Regions from separate parts of the Mus musculus genome. Here all the other regions are linked to region 2. Evidence: chromatin contacts called from public Hi-C and HiChIP or PLAC-seq data. All regions are on one chromosome and are shown on one strand. Each heading gives the region's core, a stretch centred on a gene start, on an enhancer-like site or on the middle of the called end of the contact. The rest is flanking DNA. Distances are from core to core; before and after follow the strand shown. Region 1 overlaps Gm42146 (a long non-coding RNA gene). Region 2 overlaps Tgfbr3 (transforming growth factor, beta receptor III). Region 3 overlaps Gm33474 (a long non-coding RNA gene). Region 4 overlaps Gm33371 (a long non-coding RNA gene).

Region 1 (3,123 bases), core at 508-3,007, 150 kb after region 2:
TGAACCCAGTACCAGTTGTGGTCTTTGTCCAGTTGACTTTCTGGTTTTCCTACAGTTAAAACCGGCAAGTGGCATTTAAAAAATCTGTAATACGTGAAAGCATATCTCATTATTCCAATTCCATTTCTTTAGCAACTGTCAAGTAAACAGCTCTTGTGTACTAGGCGATTTTTCCCTGTGTGAACTGTGTAAATATACACCTTGCCAATTCCCCCACTTAGAATTTGCCATTTTCAGTGATCAGATTTTATATATATATATATATATATATATATAATTTTAAATTTATTGCCATTAAATTATATTTACTTATTACTGACAATAGACAAAGGTACATTATCGAATGTTCCTGTCCCGCCGTGAGCAGGGGGGAGGCGAGAGGGGGGAGGGGCACTCTTTGCAGCCATGGACTTGCGGATTCTTAGTCTCTTAGCTCCTAGACTCAGAGGAGAAAACAAGAGTTTTCCAAATCTCTCAGCCCAGTGTGCAGAGCCTCCACCAGTTCCCCCACCTGCTCCCCCCTCCCCCACAGCGGGTGGTCTCCTTGCCAGGTCTGAAGGGATTATCTGGGATCAATATTTGAAATAGTTGATTTTTTTTTTCTAACTGGAGTTAAGTTTATAGGCTTTTTTTATTTAACCACCAAACACCAGAAATAAAAACCTGGAAGGGAGCCAACTTGACTCTGAGCCAGGGCCCTCCCTAGCAGAGGAGCGGTCCTCAGTCCCAGTTGCTTTCCCTAGCTGTTGACAATTCCTTTCAAAGGCTGAACAATCCCTTCACTTCTCAAATTCTTCGTGGGAGTAGGGCAGCCCGGAGTGATTCCTAGAGATCCTGTCTTCCCAGGTTGGCCCCTGATACCGGAAGCTTCTGGGGGGGGCCTGGGCCCCCACGTGACGGGGGGGGGGCACGTGACCGGGGGCCCCAGCTCTGGTACTTTCCAAGGGGGATTTTCAATTGCTGGCTCTGCAAATGTTAAGGCCTCAGTGGTGGGTCAGGGGTTGGGGTGCAAGACTCAGAACATCTGAGGTTCAGTCCCTGAAAAGTGGGTGGGGAGGGGGTTTCATCAGACTAATCCTTAAGAACTAGACTTCGGGGTTCAGGGAGGGTTTGTCTCCTAACACCCAGGTATGGAGTACCAATTATGTATCATGCACTCTCCTAAGCTCCAGTGAACAAGACAACAACCCCTACCCCCACACCACCCCCTTGTCCGAGACACACACACACACACACACACACACACACACACACACACAAAGCTGTGGAATTCACAGTGAGAAAGACAGACATGGAACAAATAATTCTATAACCAAATTTCAATAGTGACAAGTGTAAAAATTTTGTTTAGTTTAGTAGGAACAGTTCCATGGCTTTGTGTATAAGTTCCTTCCTTTGAGAGACTCAAAGAACCATCAAGGGAGGCTTGGTGGTGTCTCTTTCTCTTGCCTCCTACGCTTAGGAATGGATGGGTCATCCTGAGAAAACAGACAGCCCTGACAAGGGTAAGTTGCAAGGACAGGGCTGGAGGGAGGCTGGGCAAACGGGAGTGCCCTCCTCCTTGCCCTGGAAGCAGCTGGATTCAGCTGTGACAGCAACACCCCAGTTGGCTCTAAGCACTGTGGAGCTGGTCCCAGGAACAGCCTTTGCCTCATGTTGGCCTTGGATGTGACTTCTTAGTGAGCTCTCGTTGACCAGCACATTTAGCTCCTCCTCTGTCTCCTACTCTTTCATGCTCAGGACTCATGTTCCAGATGGGCTCAGCTGGCAAGCATTTGAGACATGTCTCAGCATCTTGTGATGTGTTCCTGAACCCCTGGGCCTTGTGTGCAGTGAGTCATTGGCTCTGACTGACTCCTGATTCATGCTGGCCCATGGGTCCTTGGCCCATAAACCAAAGCCCAACAAGACCTGCAGGGGACCCCTGACCGTTGGCTCAGCTTTCTACTACTCTCTTTTAGCCTTTTTCTCTACACTGATTCTTCTTCAATCCTTTCGATGAGGGAAGGGTTTCTAAGCACCAGTCCTGAATCAGGACTCTTTCTTGAAGCTCCAGTTGCTCTCTAACTTCTGCTGTAGCTAAGCTGCAAGACTGGGTGCAGTTGGGAACCCTGTCAAGGCAGGGCTATTGCTGTTACATCCAAAGGGAAGGATTTCTTTCTAGAAACTCGGATGGTCAGAATAACCAGCTCAAGCAGTAGGAGAGGAACTTCTAGGATTCTGGTTGAGAGCGAGGACCAGGTCGGCACCCTACCCAGCTAAGCAGTAAGTTTCCTGTGCCTCAGATCTATCATCTATAAAATATAAGCACCAAACTCAGAAAATTATGAAGATAGAATGAGTTAAAATCCTGGGATAGTGTTAGCAGTATTGCTGCTTCTCTGGCTTTTGTAGGTCCTCAGCCCCATTCTACAGGACGACTTTCTGCAACTTGAGGTTGATCATATGGATTTTATGACATCTCCTCTTCCTGCTTCTTCTTAGCACTCTACAATAGCATTCTTCCTTTTAAATGTTTCATTTTATTTTATTGGTGAGCATGTGTGCACGTGTGCATTCATGTAGAGGTCAAAAGACAGCTCCCAGGGGGCTTCTCTCCTTCCACCATGTGGGTCCTGGTGATCACTCGAATCACCAGGTTTGGTGACAAGGGCCCTCCCCACTGAGCCAACTTACAGGCCTCAAACAATGGCCTCTCTTCTTCCAGCAGACCAACAGCAATGAGCTGGGCAAACAGCAGACTGACTCTGGTGTTTTGGTTCTATTCATCCAGGTTTGGATTGGAGCTCAGTCCATTCACAGCTTGGACCTCAGCTCACCTCACCTTACAGGAAGCTATTCATAGTGGCTCCAAGTTGAAGTGGCCATGAGGAAGGCATTTCCCTTCATCCAGAGCCAGTTCCTGTAGCAAGCCCTCAGCTGCCAACATTGCCAGAAGCCGAGAACTGAGAACTTCAATAAATATTAAATACGCCTACCAAAATGGGATTGGACGGAAAGGCCCAGAAGCCAGGGCCACGAGGGGACAGCCTACAGCTAATGACAGAAAGCTGAGCCACCACATACCTTGAAGCCAGGCTTACTGTATGGTGGATGTTGACCAGTTTTTAGACCCACAGACAC
Region 2 (2,830 bases), core at 261-2,760:
GTGTGTGTTTGTATGTGTGTGTGTGTATAGATATATGCATGTTTATGGGTATATATGCATTGGAAGGCCAGAGGTAGATGGCCGCTCTTGTTCTACCACTCTCTACATTGTATATTTAGACAGGCCTGTCCAGTGAGCCCAGAGCTTTCAGGTTGGGTTAGTCTAGCTAGACAGCTTGCTTCAGGGATGTTCTGCCTTGGACCTTTGAGTGGGATTACAGGTAGGCTGCCACACACCCATCTGGCACTTGTGTGGGTGCCGTGGCTCCAAATTCTGGCTCTTGCACAGCACATGTTTTACCCACCTTGGCCTTAGTGATTCAACCTCTATAGTAGTTTTTCTTAGAAAGCCTGTTTCTAGAGGACAGGAGCTGCATTCTGCGAGTAGGAGGCTAACAACTCCTGACTTTTACAGGTGGACATTCCCAGGGCACTTGGACAGGCTGCAGGTGCTGTGCCTATCACACACTCGTGCGCATTCACAGGCCTAGCAGATCCTTTGAACAAAGTTGCCTTGGGAAGGTGGAAAGAGTAATAGTGGCTTCTTGCCTGTAAGCCTTGGGGTTCCAGGCCAGTTTTTCCTGCTGGGTAGAAAGAATGGTGAGCTTCCTGCTGTGGGCTGGGAGGATGGGTTCTGCCTCACCCGGGACAGGGAAGGGCATATGGCATGCATGTATAGTGAGGGCACGGCCACTCCAGGGTGTGGTTGAGGAGCTCTTTATTGTAGACATGAGGGAGACTACACTCAGGAGCATCTGGAAAGGTCCAGATCAGGGAAGAGAGTAGTCCACTGAACATGGCCAGCAGAGACAGCCATGAGAGGAGAGAAAGGCAGAGAGCGAGAGAAGAAGAGATGACCGAGAGAGGACCAAGAGAGAGGGTGTCAAGAGAGAAGGGCCCAAGATAGAGAGGAGCCCAAGAGAGAAGGAACCAGGAGAGAGGGTCCCAAGAAAGAGGGGATCAAGAGAGATGGAGGGCCAAGAGATGACCAAGAGGGGGCCAAGAGATTTCCTTGCTGAAATAGCAGGATTATCTAGGAATCAGAAGCTGGGGAAGGGAAGTCTATGAAATGGAGGAGTTTAGGGTGGGGTGGGGTGAGAAGTGCTCACAGGTACTGAGTGAGCCTGGGCGCCCACATGTGCTTTGGTATGCTAACGGGCACTACAGTTAGCCATTTGTCCTAAGTTTCTTTTGGACCTGACAATACACAGTGTCTCTGGCCCAGGGCCAGTTTCACCTCTCCAAGATCTCTTCTGTCCTGGGGACTGCTCAAATCCCAGAGAGGAAGTTTCCTCTCTTCTCATGCCCTTTACTCTTCCTGAGCCTCCAGGACAAGACCTGTCAGAGGGGCAAAATCCTGTTTGCCTGTCACAGCCGCTCTGCAGCCCTCAGGGTCGGCTCCTGGATGAAGTAGGAGATCCTGTTGATCACTGTGCACAGATGCAGAGAAACAGACCTTAGGGCCCAAGGAAAGCTCAGAGTGACCTCTGCTATTAGGCAGCTGCGCCCGACACCAGTCGCTGTGGTAACTGGGCTCTGTTTACAAAAATGAATAAGCACTTCAAGCCTAGGGCATCCACACCATGGACAGCCTGCCAGATTGCCAAGGCTAAACCAAAACAAAGACAAACCAAACAAAAGTAGCCTGGAAGTATTCTGTCCCCCATGGGGGGCATACACAAGGCCCCAGAATGCTGGCATCCTTCGTCACTGGACAGAACATCCCAGGGTGAGCTTATCTTGGTTATGTCAGAGAAAGACAGAGGCCAAGACTGGGGCCCCTGTGTGGTGCTGCATGGGCCTAGCTTCTCGGCAGTGAGTTTAGATGCAAGTAGTTGTTAGTACTACAGATTCAAATTCTTGAAATTGTCTTTTAAATTATGTCTTTAAAGAATATTTATTTTAGAGTGTGTGTGTGTGTGTGTGTGTGTGCGTGCGCCTCTCTGGGGGCATCTGATTTTCTGATTTTCTGGAGCTGGAGTTACAGCCGGTTGTGAGCCATCTGACATGGATGATGGGGACTAAACTGAACTCTGGTCCTCTGAAAGAAGAGCAAGTGTGCTCTTAACCTCTCCAGCGCCTGGTTATGTCCTTTGGTAAACTATGGAGCTGCATTTGAGTCTGCAGCTGTGTTAGGAACAGCTGGGTTTGGGGGTTATCCTCCCTGAGTTCTTCTTTTTATGAGGAACAATGGTCTGTTGCTTGCAAAGAACTGGTTGTTTGGCTTTCCCTTATAGAAAGGCTACTGACATCTATGAGTCTACTGTGAAGCTTGGCGCTTCTTCTGGCCTGTGCTCTGGGTGTTTCTGCATTCTCAGGTTTCCTGATTCCATAGCCGTTGCCTTTCAGTCTGGTGTGTCTCTCTGCATTTGCTATACCCATGAAGTCATGAAGGCCCTCAGCTGCTCACCCTGCTCTGTAGACATCAAGAAGTTGAGGGAGAAAAGAGGAGAGAGCCTGGAGGTGGGGTGTGCCGTCAGCTGCAATGACACTGATGGGAACTGGCTTTAACCAGAGCTCCTTCTCAGAACAATTCAGGTCCACCTTTGCCCCCTCAGCCCTTCATTTCCCAACAGGCTGTGAGCCCTGGGGCCCAGCCAGCTGTTGTGGGACCAGAGCACTGTCTCGAAGGTATCTCGCCCTTCAGGCCAATGCAGTTCCTGTGGCAGTTGCTATTGTTTGCTCCTGATAGTTCATCGTGTGGTCTCCTGTCGATCAACTGAACCAGATCAGCTTTAGTTTTCCTTTAACCAACGATTTCAGTTAAAGCCTAACCTCAAACATCCTGCTGATTTCCATGATCACAGCCCCAGGCCTGCACACAAGGCCGT
Region 3 (2,978 bases), core at 230-2,729, 180 kb after region 2:
ATGAGGGTCTTAAAGCCCACAGCCACAGTGACACACCTACTCCAACAAGGCCACACCTGCAAATAGTGCCACTCCCTGAGTCAAGCATATTCAAACCATAACATCCTGTTCTTCCTTGTGCCTCTTTTGTTTTTAAATTGCTACAAATATTTTTGCCTACTTTCCTTGGGTATATTTATGCCTCATAAAGGGTATAGTTACACCTTGTAAATATTTCTTTTCTTCTCTTCCACCCCCCCCCCCACCTCCTTTCTTCTCTCCCTCCATGTCTTCCTTAACTTTTCTTTTAAGTTGCCTGGGCCAGAAATCACCTCCATCACAGAGCCTTTTATTTTCACTTAGCATTGATGCATCCTTTGTCTATTGTTTCTGGCATTGATCATCAACCTCACAGTGACATCCTGTCTTACATTTCTGACTGACTTCTGAACATCAGCTTCCTTGACTCAATGAATAATTTGTCTTTCCGATATATCCAATTTTAACTTTTTTCTAGACATTTATAATAAAACATATTAAAATGCAAGTCAAAGTATCACATTAGTTCGTACAAATTTCTTCTAATCTATAGAAGTGATCTGCAAGCATCCATGTTAATTTTATGGTACTTTATGACATGAAGCACCTAGAAAATCAACTTAAAGGGAAGAAGTTTATCTTGTCTCATCCTTCCGAGGTCTCAGCTTGTCATAGTGAAGAGTGAAACATCTCATGGGTGTCAGCTAGAAAGCAAGGAGAGCGAGCCAGAAACCAGGATTAACCTCAAAGGCATGGCCCCAGGGGCCTACTGTCTCTAGCTAGGTCCCACCTACTGAAGTTTATACCACCTCCCAGACAGTCCACAGCTGAGGAGAGGACCAAGTGTGCAAACAGTGAACCTGTAGAGGACACTTCACACCAAAACCACAATAGCATTATTTCTGAATGCACCAAACTACACAAATGCAGCCAGATCCAAGTCAAGTGCTTTGCAGTGGACCATCCTACCCATCTTTCACTTAGGTCCATGCTTGTTTTGTGTGTGCCAAAGAAGAGGTGACATGATGTGGGAGTTGGGCTCATTACGATTTACCTGAAAACACTGAAAATGAAAGCCCATGAGTTGGACTGAGTAGTAGAACTTGTGTGAGCCATACACTTAAAAACAGACAACAGAGTCTGGGAAGAATGGGTAGCCTGTGGTTTGCAACCAGTCAGTAAGAAGATCGATGGGCAATGGCAGCTGGACCAAAAACCCAGAATTTTACCTTCAGGTAAAATTTGTCTAGCTGATCCAGATTCCCTTTTCTGCCTGTTGTTTTAAGATCCTCCATAATTTTCTCCCCTCTCCCAGCCTGGTCAACTCCGTCAGCAGTGTGCCATGCTCTGGCATCGCCTATCACTCTCCCCTAACGCTGTGCTCAGTACGCCAAGGCCTCCCCCTGCCCACTCCCTATTCTGTCTCCGCTCTCCCCATTTCATTTTGTATCTATTTAGAGCACCTTTGACAGGCTAATCTTTCTAAAACACTTTTGCTGTGTCACAGCCAAGAATTCTGCCTAAGGACCTGTTGTCACTTTAGAAATGTGGAGTCGCTTTACATAGTAACAGTCTATAAATAAGTCCGCTTGTTAGGCAAAGCAGCAAGTTTTTAATCTGAGGGCAAGTCCAGCACAGCACAATGTGTACGCGGAGTGATGGACAGAAATAAGAAATCAGGGCCACTGGCCTCTGCCACCTGCCAGCCTCTGAGCCGCGCTGTTTGGTTGGCTTAGGCCGGCAGCATTGTTTCTGCCTGACCTCTGAAAGCTTTGATGGTTTCCTTCACCTCTCAGAATGGTGCCTTTGAGGATATATCACTCTCTCCTCTGTTGTTGTGGAGATCCTCCAACAATTTGTTTCTACCATCTCACAGCATGACCTTCTAAACCCTCCTAAACCCTTCTACACTCCAGCAAGTTGTTCTTGCTTTGTCCTAAATGATGCTGGATATTGCTGCATCTGAGCTCTGGTTCCCAGCTCATCTGTGTCCCAGAGGACAGTCAGTGGGCCACCTTGGGCTGCTGTGGAGGAACTCCACACACCTACAGCTGTCAAGACTTAGCAACGTGTCACACATGTGTCTCTTACTTTGAAAAAAGGCTAAACCATAGTTTAGTTCCATGACTGAATGGTGAGTTAGCTTTGCACACAGGCTGCCTAGATTCAGTCAGTCAGCAAACTTTGTGTATGAGCAAACTGTTTGAAGTTGCTGCTACGTGACTGATATTATCTGTACATCCCTGGCAGTTCTTGTGCAGACTTATGTGTGGTACTGGAGAGATGTTCTCTATTCTTTTTACTGCACCTTCTTAAATCCTCAGGACCAAGGAAACTAACCTCTGAGTAGTCAGTAAACCCCACCTCAGAAAAAGCCACATTTTCTTTCAGCAGTTAATGCAATCTCTGTGATTACAAAGGAAGCTGCACCAGAGAGGTTCTGCACCTGACCGTGTGCCTTAAGAAGGTAGTTATGGGGTTGAGTGTGGTAGTGCATGCCTTTAATCCCAGCACTCAGGAGACAGAGGCAGGTGGATCTCTGTGAGTTTGAGGCCAGCCTGGTTTACAGAGTGAGTCCAGGACAGCCAGAGCTGTTACACAGAGAAACCCTGTCTCAAAAACACAAACCTGAAACCAAACACAACAACAACAACCGATGACCACGAGAAGGCAGTTGTGGTAGTTTGAATAAGAATGGCTCCCATAGGCTCCTATATTTGAATGCTTTACCATGGGGAGTGGCACCATTTGAAAGGATTATAAGGATTAAGATGTGTGGCCTTGTTGGAGGAAGTGTGTCACTAGAGGTAGGCTTTTGAGGTAGCAGACGCCCATGTCAGTCCCACAGTCTCTCAGCTACTGTTCCAGTGCCTGTCTCCCTGCCACCATGATAATGAAGTAAACCTCTGAAAATGCAAGCAAGCTCCCAATTAAACGCTTTCTTTCATAAGAGTCACCTT
Region 4 (3,071 bases), core at 306-2,805, 200 kb after region 2:
AGGCTGGTGACTGGAATGGTACCCTGCATCACAAAGATCACTTGGGAACCATGGACCAGAACCATGCCTTTGACTTGGGAGCTCACTGGAAATGCCAGACTCAAGCTCCGCACACACACCTCAGCCACAGAAACTGCCTACAGTAAGAGCCCAGGTGATTGATGCTAGTGTTCCAGAAACCCAGCTGTAGAGCTATGCGCTGCTAATTCCCACAAAGTCCTTGTCTGAGGGAGACACAGAGAGAGTGACTCACCTAAGGGGAAGAGCTAAAACTAGACATTTCTCTGAAAAAATTTTCCTTTTTAGTATTTTTAACTACAATTTAAGTTTAACGTCTACCAGAGTCAATGGTGTGCACATTCTTGTGCAACAGATTTCCATGTATTTATTTATTTATTGACAGTGCTGGGGGTTAAATTCAGGATGTATACATGCTGGGCCTGTGCTCCACCACTGAGCTCTACCTCCAGTTCTAGAAATTTCTGAACTGTTGTTAGCTTAGAGTGCTTTCTAGAGCACCGCTTTGCCTGTGGCAAAAGTCAGGAGAGACTTGTGACAGTGGATGTTTCTCTCAAAGTGCTTTCTCTCTCTCTTTCTCTTGCTCTCTCTCTCTCTCTCTCTCTCTGTGTGTTTGTGTGTGTGTGTATGGGGTGTGTGTGTGTTTGTGTGTGTGTATGGGTATGTGTATATGGGTGTCTGTGTGTGTATGTGTATATGTGTGTGTGTGTATGGATGGATGTCTCTGTGTATGTATGTGTATGTGTGTGTGTGTGTATGGATGGATGTCTCTGTGTATGTATGTGTGTGTGTGTGTGGGTGTGTGTCTGTCTGTTTATGTGTGTGCATATGAGTGTGTGCATGAGTGTGTTTATATGGCTGTCTCTGTGTATGTGTGTGTATGTGTGTGTGTTTGAGTGTGTGTGTGTGTGTGTGTGTGTGTGTGTGTGTGTGTATGTGTGTAGGGCATCAGATTTCCCAAGGCTGCAGTTACAGGCAGTTGTGTGTTCCCTGACATGGGTGCTAAGAACCTGACTCAGGTCCTTTGCAAGAACTAACAGCTGAGTGATCTCTCCAACTACATAGCGGATGCTGTACTCCACTCTTGGCATGGGCTTAGTGTTGTTCCCATTTAATCCTTCGGGATCTATGAGTGGGGATGTTTATTTTTCTTACTTTTAATCAGGTAAGGGATAGAACACTGAAAACAACTAGTAAATTCAGGAGCCACGTTCCCGGCATGGGGAGCTGGATCTGGACTTCCCAGGAGCAACTGAGAAGTGAGGATACGAGGGAATCTGCCGAGGACAAGAAAACTCTCTTCAGGTCGTTGCTGAGGAGTGAAGCTGAAACTGAGCGTGTCCGAACTCTTCACACAGCAACCACAAAGCTCAGGCTCAAGAAGGCGAATCTGAGTTACAAAAACATCCCCTGGAGAAACTCCTACGACCTTTGAGGACGCTTTGGATTCTGTCGGACCACGTCCATCGCTGTCTTTGACCACGTGTGCCCTGGAGGCCACCGGCTGGAAATGCCTGATCCGGCCGAGGTCTAGAAGACACCTCACCAACTACGCCTCTGTGTGAGTGAAATCCCAGCAAGCAGTGGATTAGGCACATTGGGGAGGAACACACCCTCTCTGCTTCTATTTTCAGAAAATTAATGAACGATTTCAGTTATGGCAAAACAGCCCTGTAGAGCAAGGGTCAGTTTGCTCTTTTAATCAAGAAGCTTTGCCAAATATTTACTAAAATAGGGCAGAGTCCTTGTAAAAGTATAAATAGTTTTGTTTCTTATTTAAAATAAAAAGGTCCCTAGCACCTTATATGGTCTGCTCCTTTGATAGCACTCAAGTGTTTCTATAGCAGGATTTCCATTGTGGCCTCTGTTAAGAGAAAAAAAGAGAAAGAAAGAAACAAAATCATAGCATAAGGTCTGAGAAAAGTGATGCTTTGTGCTTAAAAGAAGAAAAAGGAAGAAAGAAAGAAAACTGCAGACTAGGCTGAGGAGTAACGTCATCTCTGGAGGACAGAGCCTGTGACTGCTCATACGGACACAGAAGCCATGGGCAGGGCTCAGTTAGGTGGTCCTGCAGTTGGCTCCTTCCTGATAGAACCTTAACTATTCTGTTGTCCCTCTCTCCTCAGTGTGACTCAGGGCTCCTTGTTCAGCTTCTCTAGTCACAGGAGTCTTAGGAATAGTCATGTGACCTGACCGAGCAGTGTTAAGTGAGAGCTCTGAGGAGCCTGGAAGAGACTTTCCTGTTCCTAAGGAGAAGGAAGAAGGCGCAGATGACTCTTTCCTTGATGGTCACGTGGGGCCGTAGCCACAGTGGGGTCTCCACCATCTTGCTTTCTGGAGAGAAAGAAGATTGGGCAAGGTGACTGTGGAACTCACCTGACTTTGCCTTTCTTACTCTGTGAAATGATAACTTTCCTTCACTCAGTTTGAGAAGGTTACTCCAGCTGCCAGCAGCCTTCAAACTGGCTTGATGCAGCTCCCACGCCCACATGAAGACTTGCCATCTGTCCTTCTATTACTCCACCCTGGAAACCTCGCCCATCATTTTGCCAGAAAGGCTTCCGAGAGGATGAAGTTTCCTTAAACACTACAACAAAAAGCTAACACGGGCCGATAGGTCTACACAGTGACTCTCTAAGGGTCATGGCCTACTTTATAGCCATTGCGCAAAGCAGAAGGACCAGAGTGACTCCTGAAACCCTCTCTGTGGTAAAGATATGCTGTATCCGTAGCACGCGTGTTTCTGGGTCCACCCACACTTGCTCACGTATACCACTTGTGACCAGTAAGACAGCTGGTGAGGGCCAGGGTTGCTGGTGCAAAGCTAAGATAATGGACCTTACCAGCTTAATCATGAGGGAAACCTCTGAGGAACACCTCAGAAACAAGTTACAGATACCATGTCTGCTTGCCACTCCCAATCCCCAAACGGGGATCTTAAGTTTCAGAAAGAGCTCCTTTGCCTCAAGAGAAGAGGGCAAAGTTTGGAGTCTCCTAAGTATAACATGTTAATATTCGTGCTGTGCTTTTCCAGTGTTAACTTGATCTTAGGT

The links. Hi-C and Micro-C count contacts between places; a contact is called where the count stands out from the background. HiChIP or PLAC-seq counts read pairs in DNA pulled down with a chosen protein or histone mark.
Region 1: an H3K27ac HiChIP or PLAC-seq map of heart atrium shows a contact between it and region 2, with 8 read pairs. The contact joins two enhancer-like sites. A contact is called at or near these places in 1 of 484 Hi-C or Micro-C datasets (nephron progenitors) and 2 of 115 datasets of contacts at active chromatin or transcription factors (extraembryonic endoderm stem cells and heart atrium).
Region 3: a contact with region 2 is called in an H3K27ac HiChIP or PLAC-seq map of heart atrium, with 8 read pairs. The contact joins two enhancer-like sites. A contact is called at or near these places in 1 of 484 Hi-C or Micro-C datasets (nephron progenitors) and 1 of 115 datasets of contacts at active chromatin or transcription factors (heart atrium).
Region 4: a contact with region 2 is called in a Hi-C map of uterus, with 2.1 times the contacts expected there. The contact joins two enhancer-like sites. A contact is called at or near these places in 1 of 15 datasets of contacts at CTCF or cohesin (the NIH/3T3 cell line), 1 of 484 Hi-C or Micro-C datasets (uterus) and 3 of 115 datasets of contacts at active chromatin or transcription factors (differentiating embryonic stem cells, fetal liver and heart atrium).

The regions. Positions count from the first base shown.
Region 1 is chr5:107,086,070-107,089,192 of GRCm38.p6, reverse strand. It overlaps Gm42146 (a long non-coding RNA gene), which reads left to right. Exons shown (of 5, transcript XR_880522.2): 5 at 2,774-3,123. Among named protein-coding and RNA genes, the nearest start is that of Gm42146, 6.8 kb to the left of the region's middle. Within about 2 kb of position 1,757, at least 131 of the 459 cell types and tissues checked have an H3K27ac peak or open chromatin away from gene starts, as enhancers often do. A contact at or near this core is called in heart atrium, where this site is marked.
Region 2 is chr5:107,236,956-107,239,785 of GRCm38.p6, reverse strand. All of the region lies in intron 2 of Tgfbr3 (transforming growth factor, beta receptor III), which reads left to right. Among named protein-coding and RNA genes, the nearest start is that of Tgfbr3, 51 kb to the left of the region's middle. Within about 2 kb of position 1,510, at least 76 of the 459 cell types and tissues checked have an H3K27ac peak or open chromatin away from gene starts, as enhancers often do. A contact at or near this core is called in heart atrium and uterus, where this site is marked.
Region 3 is chr5:107,061,107-107,064,084 of GRCm38.p6, reverse strand. All of the region lies in intron 3 of Gm33474 (a long non-coding RNA gene), which reads right to left. Among named protein-coding and RNA genes, the nearest start is that of Gm33474, 14 kb to the right of the region's middle. Within about 2 kb of position 1,479, at least 8 of the 459 cell types and tissues checked have an H3K27ac peak or open chromatin away from gene starts, as enhancers often do. A contact at or near this core is called in heart atrium, where this site is marked.
Region 4 is chr5:107,039,270-107,042,340 of GRCm38.p6, reverse strand. Gm33371 (a long non-coding RNA gene) reads left to right here. Exons shown (of 3, transcript XR_389481.4): 3 at 1-630. Among named protein-coding and RNA genes, the nearest start is that of Gm33371, 4.8 kb to the left of the region's middle. Within about 2 kb of position 1,555, at least 13 of the 459 cell types and tissues checked have an H3K27ac peak or open chromatin away from gene starts, as enhancers often do. A contact at or near this core is called in uterus, where this site is marked.